Linked DNA regions of Bombyx mori: region 2 is linked to region 1. Evidence: chromatin contacts called from public Hi-C data. All regions are on one chromosome and are shown on one strand. The core of a region is the stretch at or near the end of the contact, and the rest is flanking DNA. Distances in the headings are between cores, read along the strand shown.

Region 1 (4,317 bases), core at 947-3,446:
TCATTCACAAATTATACAAGATGAAGATAATGCGTGCAGCAATTGGAGATTACATTGTGCAATCTGTTCTATGTATTTATATTTTTTGTCTTGCCACGATCGACTAAACTAATGGCCATGATTGACCGGTTGGCTGCTATATCAGATCTATTATAACCCAGCTATGAACCTTGTCTGATATCAGTGTACCGGTCGTCTTAGTCTTATAACATATTTACACAGACGCCACACTTGTAACCTACTTCCTTCAAGCGTCCCACCGCTGACTCACATGTGTACTAATTGATAATTAGCAGTTGAGTGATTACTTGTAATTGTACTTTATCGCATTGAAATAATAACAGTTATTTAATTCATTCTGATATTGATATTATTAATGTTGAATGTGATTAGTTTATTCAGCTATTGACAGAAGAGAGTTTTTTTGTTTGTTTAGGGTTCCGTATTAGAATTGGAAATAGGGATCCTCTTTTTTTTTCCCTACCTAAGCTGATAGCCTGGAGAGGCTAATTCAGCGTAACCTTAACTAGTATGTGAGCTCACGGGGCTCAAACGGGAGTGTTGGAAACGCGACCCACTGAAAAGATCCGGCGAGAAACTCAGTGGGTAGGGATCCACAGCTTTCACATGTTCTTTGAATTGAGACTGCGAATTGGTAAATGTAGTGCAGGATGCCCTCTGGCTGGTGTAGAGACTGGATAAGAGAAGCCGAGGATCGTGCTCAGTGGCGTGCTATTGGAGGGGCCTACGTCCAGCAGTGGGCTGCTATACGTTGATAAAGATGATGTTGATCCTCAGCTTTATCAGCGGTATCAGGTGGGCTGTATGCTTGTCTCCACTTCGATAAAGCGGCACGACACGTGAATCCTCTCATCGTGTCCGCCGGTAACTACATCCCCGATCCTGCTGACCAAATGGTAAACAGTCGACGTCGCCCAAAACACGTTATCTCGGATCCTCCCGATCCACTAACGGTGCTTTTAGGTACCCCAAGCACCGGTCATTGTCGAACTAGTCGCTTGCGACGAAGGGCTCGAGGAGTAAATTAACCCACAGACACAGCCCACTGAGTTTCTCGCCGGATCTTCTCAGTGGGTCACGTTTCCGATCCGGTGGTAGATTCTGCGAAGCACGGCTCTTGCTAGGGCTAGTGTTAGCAACGTCGTCTAGCTTGAGTCCCGTGAGCTCATCTACTAGTTAAGGTTACGCTAATATGTACGCCGGTCTCTCTAGATCGTACGAAAAAAAAAAAACAAAGAAATGTATCTTCTTCTTCTCAGTCGTGTCACTCTTGACAGAGTGGTCGTGATCGTCATGTAGTGTTGGAAGGGGCAGACTTGATGCGTCTCACGATGTCGCGCCATCTCTCCCTGCTCGAGGCCATTCTACTGCACTCATTTAGGGGACCTCCCACTGCAGTTTTAATTTGGTCGGTCCACCAAATTAAATCTGCAGTTAAGAAATGTATACTTGTCTACAAAAGGCAATAAATACTATGTACTCATTTTGAAGCAGAGACCAGTCATAATTTGTATGTTTTGAGCTGAAGCCTTGAGTTGGGTGACGGGCGGTATTGCGCTATGGTTGAGAACCAAACGTCTCCACCGGAACACGGTACGTTAGTCGTGAAGATAAAAATAAATGTAAATAGACATGGTTTAACAAAAACCGACTTCAAATAGAAAAAAAAAGATATTCCAAAACAAATTTAATATACACTAAAAACAATAATCATCGAAATCGGTTAGCGTGATATTGAGTTATTGAATTATTCATCTATTTGTCGCGCACGTACTTAATGCAAATTATGTATATGGTTTTCTCATGGATACCATTATCATAACTGGACTAAATTGTCACACGGGAAGCGTCAGCTTTCTAATTGATAAAGAATCATCAAAATCGATTTACCCAATCAAAAGTTATGAGGTGACCAACATAAGCGCGTAGGTAGGCAACGGCTAGGCTCTGCCCCTGGCATTGCTGAAGTCCATGGGCGACGGTAACCACTCACCATCAGGTGGGCCGTATGCTCGTCTGCCTACAAGGGAAATAAAAAAAAATAAAAAAAAGTCGAATTGAGAACCTCCTCCTTTTTTGAAGTCGGTTAATAAAAAGACACGTGACCCGTACGTTCTAGTATATGTGCATTATTTGATTTAATCAAACGCCGCGCGCCTTATCAGCGCCCTGGCCTAGATAATAACGCTGAGGCAATAAGCAATGCAGGAAAAGTTGATATGTATTAATAAAACTAAAACCAAGCCAAACATGGGAATGTGTATTGAACATGTTTCAATCCTATAGGCGGGTATGGGTCATGATTCGAGTGCTCTTAAGTGAACGATGCATGATATGGGGTCGTTGTCGCAATTAGGTGTTTTTTTGACGTGATAACGTTCTTTCAAATCGATTAGCTGTACCCGTCCGCTTCGATGGGCATTTAAAATTAACTTTATTATTTTTCACCCCCACAAAGATTCTCATCATTAACGTCCCCGCAACTGGTGTAGGGAGTCCAACACTCTTATAAACATTAGCCTATTCATTAAGTACATGTATTTTCTGCATGGATACGAAGTTTCAAGTCAATCGGATGCATGGTTTAGTAGTTATAACGGAACATCCGTAAAAACCACTGTAGATTTGTATATTAGTATAGATGAACGGCAACTGCACGCACGAAAAAGTGTCACGTTCCGCCTGAGCGTGATCGTGCAAGCGAGAGCCCGGAACAAGCGATAGAGAGGCAATATCGGCCCAAGCGTTGGCTTGTGACACGTTTATCTCTCTTCTGGCGTGACGTCAGAACTAGCAGTTTGAATAGTTCCGCTACTGAGTTTATCATCACTTAAAACTATCGCCCGTAAACCGATTTTGCAGACAATCAAGCAAAGCATTGTAATTAGCTTCGTGTGTAATCTAACATCTCGTGGGGTTAGTGCCACACGATCCGGGTTTGATATCCGGTCGCTCAGTATACTTCATCGCCTTGGATGGCTTCGACAAGTTTCAATCACAATTAATCTAAATTTTTAGACATAGTAGGCAGACGATCTTCTGGTGGTAGGACCACTTGTGAGTCCGCGCGGGTAGGTACCACCACCACCCTGCCTATTTCTGCCGTAAAGCAGTAATGCGTTTCGGTTTGAAGGGTGGGACAGCCGTTGTAACTATACTGAGACCTTAGAACTGAAGTCTCAAGGCGGGTGGCGCATTTACGTCGTAGATGTCTATGGGCTCCAGTAACCACACCAGGTGGGCTGTAAGCTCGTCCACCCATCTAAGCAATAAAAAAAATAAAAAAAGATCATACGGCCCACATAATGGTAAGTGGCACGACCAAGTCGCTGCCCGAAACGCATGTATAAGGCATGTCCCGCTCCCTTCAAACCGAAATAGGATAATGGTGGCGTAATATTAGCGGAACCCCATCTCGTATTCGGTGGACGATGGCGGTATAGACATGGTCATGTCCTTGGTAAAGATTTAATAGAAGTCTAGTGGGATTTTTTTCTCCCCCACTTCTTCGCTGGTAGCCTATAAGGCTGTTCCGGCTACGCGCGGACGGGTAGATGAGCTCACGGACTCAACCTGGGAGAAATTGTTAACACCAACCCCAGCAAGAGCAGTGCTTCGCTGAATCTACCGCTGGATCGAGATCGTGACCCACTGAGAAGACCCGGCGTGAAACTCAGTGGCAATAATAATGAACGGCCGTCTGGTGTAGTGGTAAGTGACATGGTCACTACATAAGGGGGTCGCGGGCTCGAATCCCGCCAAGAGAAGATATTTGTATTATAAATATAAATGTTTTTTCCAGGGTTATGGATGTATATTAAATATATGTGTGTGTATATAATAAAAAAACTTACATTTATTTCCGTTATCTGGTACCTGTAACACAAGTCCTTTACGAACTTAACACGGGAACAGTTAACGTGGCGTGATCGTTAGTAAATATTTATATTTATTTATTTTTTAATGAAGAAACTACCGCATCTACGAATTTGGATACTCCTTGTTCTGTTTCGTTAACCCACCAGTCCATTAATGCTCCACCCATTAGGAATAAATTCTGACAATAGCTGACGCGGTTCGAGTCGCTGGCACACCGCCAGACTCAAGGGATTCCTTATAAATATCGCTCCTTTAAGGATGTCTGAGTATTCATTCGAAATATGGCATAAATAAAATGACGTTACTATTTTTAAATTGCTAAAGGACATTTTGGCGGGAACGCGAGGAGTGAATTTGTGTGTGATTTGTTTTATTTTATCTATTTAGTGTTTTCGAGGTTTAAATGTGTAATAACGG
Region 2 (4,317 bases), core at 1,241-3,740, 49 kb after region 1:
AGAGAGAGATAGAGAGGCAGAGAGAGAGAGAGAGAATTCTTTATTGTACACCAAAAAACAAATAAACAGTGCCATACATTAAATACAAAAAAGTACAATTGGCGGTCTTATCGGTGAGAGCGATCTCTTCCAGACAACCATCAGGTGGACAAGAATCATTTGGAAATGAATTAGCAGTTTTTTTTATGATTGAAAGATTATTGGTGGCCCGGAGGCCTTTCCAGTTTCACCAGGACAGGTGGACGAGCAAGGGCTAAGCCAGGAGGGGTGAGATTTGCTAACAGCTGCCCGAGCGCTTCCGAAGGAGACCTAACAATTCAAGGGCAGCTGCTTCGTGAATGAATCTACTGCCGGATCGGAATCGCGACCCGCTGAGAAGATCCGGCGAGAAACTCAGCGGGCTGATGCACGGGTTAGGTAGATTAGCAGATCTGCTCACAGCCGAATATATCGCTGGTTCGCGATAGTAATGAGCTACCGTGCGAGGTCTTATAGAAATTCTTTATAGCATTGGATGCGTGAACAAGCTTGGACATGTGATGCGTAGTGCAAGGTACATGGGGAAGAGGTCGACCGAAGAAGACATGGATGGAGTGTGTGAATGACGATATGAGAGAGAGAGGAGTGTTGAGATGAGGGCTGATAGAAGAGAATGGAAGAGAAAAATTAGCTGTGCTGACTCCACCTAGTGGGATAAGCTGGAGAAAAAGAAGAAGATGCGTGAACAAACAAGCTCATGACCTGTAGACCTTGAGATATGAGGTCTTAATTGTATGGTGCAATGGTCTTTTCACTCTTCAAATTATCGATCCGATGAGCTAGAATGAGCTTTTGGTTGGTTCAATCCCGACATGTCCCGTAGATGAAGACAGCGCCTTGTAAAAGCGCGGTTCGTTGACGCCGTTCGTTACAATAAGAAAAGTTTGACAATAAATAAATAGTATGCATGCGTGTGCGTGTGTGTCAAATACACGGTAGTGTGTTATAGTTTTTTTTTAAATGATTTAATGTATTTTTTTTGCTTAATTTAAATTTATTTTATTATAATGCACTCCTCCTCTATATTCGGTATAAGTGTGGGAAATACCATACTTCTCCGTCCGCGCAATTTTCTTAAAAAGGGGTACAAAGTTTTTGCTTCACGTATTAATCACTACATAGTATAAAACAAAGTTGCTTTCTCTGTCCCTATATCTGTCTGTCCCTTTGTATGCTTAAATCTTTAAAACTACGCAACGGATTTTGATGCGGTTTTTTTAATAGATATAGTGATTGAAGAGGAAGGTTTATATGTATAATAACATCCATTAAATAGTTGAGAAATCAATAATAAATTAGTTTCCGAAGCGAAGCGAAGGCGGGTCGCTAGTAATATATCCGATGGTAGATTCTGCGAAGCACTGCTCTTGCTAGGGTCAGTGTTAGCAGCTCTCCGGTTTGAGCCCCGTGAGCTCACCTACAAACGTTAGGGCGAAGCTGAAATAGCCTCTCAATGCTATCAGCATAGGTAGGGGAAAAAAAAGTAATATATAGATTTGGGCGTAGTCTGTGTACTGATATAATTTCATTGTCAGGGTCCTAGCTGCGTTTTGCCGATCAACGACATCCGAGGTATCGAAGGCATAGGGTATGAGAAGGGGGAGAAGATACTCCGCTGCAAGCTGGCCGCCGTGTACCGGCTGGTGGATTTGTTTGGTTGGACGACAAGTGAGTTTGTTTATCATAGGTGTTGGTTAGAGGCTTCGTCAAACAGAACTCGTAGTTAGCGCGCGTCAGAACGGTAAACTGCCGCGACGGCGCGTTATGACGCCGAGATGTGTTGTACTACTGTGGTAATGTACTGTCAAACCGAGCCCCAGCGCTGTAAGTACGCAACGTTCTGTCGCGGCGTTAGGACGCTTCGACGTCAGGCGTTGTAATTATTAACAAATTTTATTTTAGCGTCCGAGTGAATGTGTATTAAAATACCGGACAATGCCCGAAAAATTTATAGAATTAATTAGAAAATACCCGTGCTTATACCATGCCAAATCTGAATCACTCGACATCTTTTATTTATTTATTTTTTATTGATTAGATGGATGGACGAGCTCACAGCCCACCTGGTGTTAAGTGGTTACTGGAGCCCATAGACATCTACAACGTAAATACGCCACCCACCTTGAGATATAAGTTCTAAGGTCTCGGTACAGTTACAGCGGCTGCCCACCCTTCAAACCGAAATGCATTACTGCTTCACGGCAGAAATAGGCGGGGCGGTGGTAGTACCTACCCGTGCGGACTCACAAGAAGTCCTACCACCAGTAAAACCAGTGTGGTGACGTAGACCGATTTGTCCATAGCCGGAGTGACGGGGCAGATAACGGCCCGTCTGAACACGGCCGAGGAGCAGGTGCTGACGTCGCCGCGCGGTCTGCTGCCCCACGAGGTGACCGCCTCGTCTCTGGTTAAGGTGGACATGCAGGGCGTCGTCCAGGACCAGGGCACCACCAACTTTCCGGTCAACGTCGAAGGTAATGACCGGTAACTAGGCAACGTGTGACTCCGTGTTCGCAGTGAACCTGATGGGATGCAAGTTTGAGGGTCGATTGTTGTGTGACAAAGTCGTGATCCATGACTAGTACTTGAAGATGAAGATAGGGTTGATTCGGTCACCGTCCTCATCGAACGAAGGGCTTGGCGAGTAAATTAACCCACAGACACAGCCCACTGAGCTTCTCGCCGGATCTTATCAGTGGGTCGCGTTTCCGATCCGGTGGTAGATTCTGCGAAGCACTGCTCTTGTTAGGGTTCGTGTTAGCAACGTCGTCAGGTTTGAGCCCCGTGAGCTCACCTACTAGTTAAGGTTACGCTGAAATAGTCTCTCAAGGCTATCAGCTTAGGTAGGAAAAAAAGAAAAAAAAAAGCAACCCTGGTCCGTCAGGTTTCTCGGTGCACGCGTCCGTGCACGCGGCCCGTCCGGACCTGCGCTGCGTGGTGCACGTGCGCGCGCCCTCCGCTCTCGCCGTGTCCGCCACGCGGCGCGGCGTCCTGCCCCTATGCCAGGAGGCGGCCCTTCTCGGCGAGGTCGCGTACCACACTCTACCCTACGGCGTGCTGGACAACGCCGAGCGCGACAAGCTGGTCCGCGCGCTGGGCCCGCACGCCAAGGTCGTGGTGCTGAGCGGGGCCGGAGCGCTGTGCTGCGGTGCCACGCTGGAGGAGGCCTTCCTGCACGCGCGTCTGCTCACCGCCGCCACCGACGCGCAACTGAAGTTAGCAGCCACGCCGCTCGATGACCTCATCCTGCTTGACGATGAAACGCAGAGACAGGTACGTACAGCCCCCCAACACCCCTCACCCCTATTTTTCTAAGTATTAGCGCGTCCGCCTAGTGGTGGGACTTCTTGTGAGTCGTGTAGGTACCACCGCCCTCTCTATTTGTGCCGTGAAGCAGTACTGCGTTTCGGTTTAAAAGGCGGAGCAATTGTTGTAACTATATTTGAGACCTTAGAACTTATATCTCAAGATGGGCTTTGAGCTCGTCCACCCATATAAGCAATAAAAAAAAACCTGGTTGACTTACTCACTGAATAAATGATATCGTGGGAGAAAAATCATCAGCCCCAAAATCGAGATATGTTTTTTTTATTTTTTTTATTGCCTTTGTAGGCAGTCGAGCATGCGGCCCACCTGATGGTAAGTAGTCACCGTCGCTCATGGACGTCAGCAATGCCAGGGGCAGAGCCAAGCCGCTGCCTACCATAAGTCCTATGTCCTGTCTAAAGCAATAGCACCTTCCAGTCTGAAGGTTAGGCCAGCGGCGATATCATCCCCTATGACTCTGATGACGCCCCTAAACATTTAACCCGTGCTGCTCTTGGCCATGTATCTGTATCTTGCCGGTTCGTATGCGTCAGATGTACGAGGCGTCCCGCAAGCCGCCCGCCGACGCGAGCAAGTGGCGCGTGGGCGGCGAAGAGTTCGAGGCTCTGATGCGGATGCTGGACAACGCCGGCTTCCGCACCGGCTACATCTACAGGCATCCCCTCATCAAGGTGAGCGCACCACGCGGCCGCTGCCTCCCTCATCTATACTTAATACTGACGCACGGTCATTCGGTCCCTGTGTTATGTGGCTACCAGAGACTGACTAATACATACTTATATACGTTTAAATATATACATATATAGATGATAAACGTCCAGATAAAGAGCAAACAAAACGTTCATCTCACGAATGTTTGCCCGACGCGAGAATCGAACCCACGACCCTCGACCCTATAGTCGGGCCGCTAATTACTATAACATTGAGTCAGTCGATTATTATTATGTACTA

The links. Hi-C and Micro-C count contacts between places; a contact is called where the count stands out from the background.
Region 2: a Hi-C map of whole pupa shows a contact between it and region 1, with 4 times the contacts expected there. The contact joins two enhancer-like sites. A contact is called at or near these places in 3 of 7 Hi-C or Micro-C datasets (posterior silk gland and whole pupa).

The regions. Positions count from the first base shown.
Region 1 is chr24:18,433,460-18,437,776 of ASM3026992v2, forward strand. The region is part of intron 1 of LOC101740817 (protein hu-li tai shao); the gene reads left to right. Among protein-coding and RNA genes, the nearest start is that of LOC101740817, 9.9 kb to the left of the region's middle. Within about 2 kb of position 2,197, at least 5 of the 8 cell types and tissues checked have open chromatin away from gene starts, as enhancers often do.
Region 2 is chr24:18,482,416-18,486,732 of ASM3026992v2, forward strand. It overlaps LOC101740817 (protein hu-li tai shao), which reads left to right. Exons shown (of 19, transcript XM_062675946.1): 5 at 1,575-1,707; 6 at 2,343-2,513; 7 at 2,924-3,312; 8 at 3,900-4,037. Among protein-coding and RNA genes, the nearest start is that of LOC101740675, 33 kb to the right of the region's middle. Within about 2 kb of position 2,491, at least 5 of the 8 cell types and tissues checked have open chromatin away from gene starts, as enhancers often do.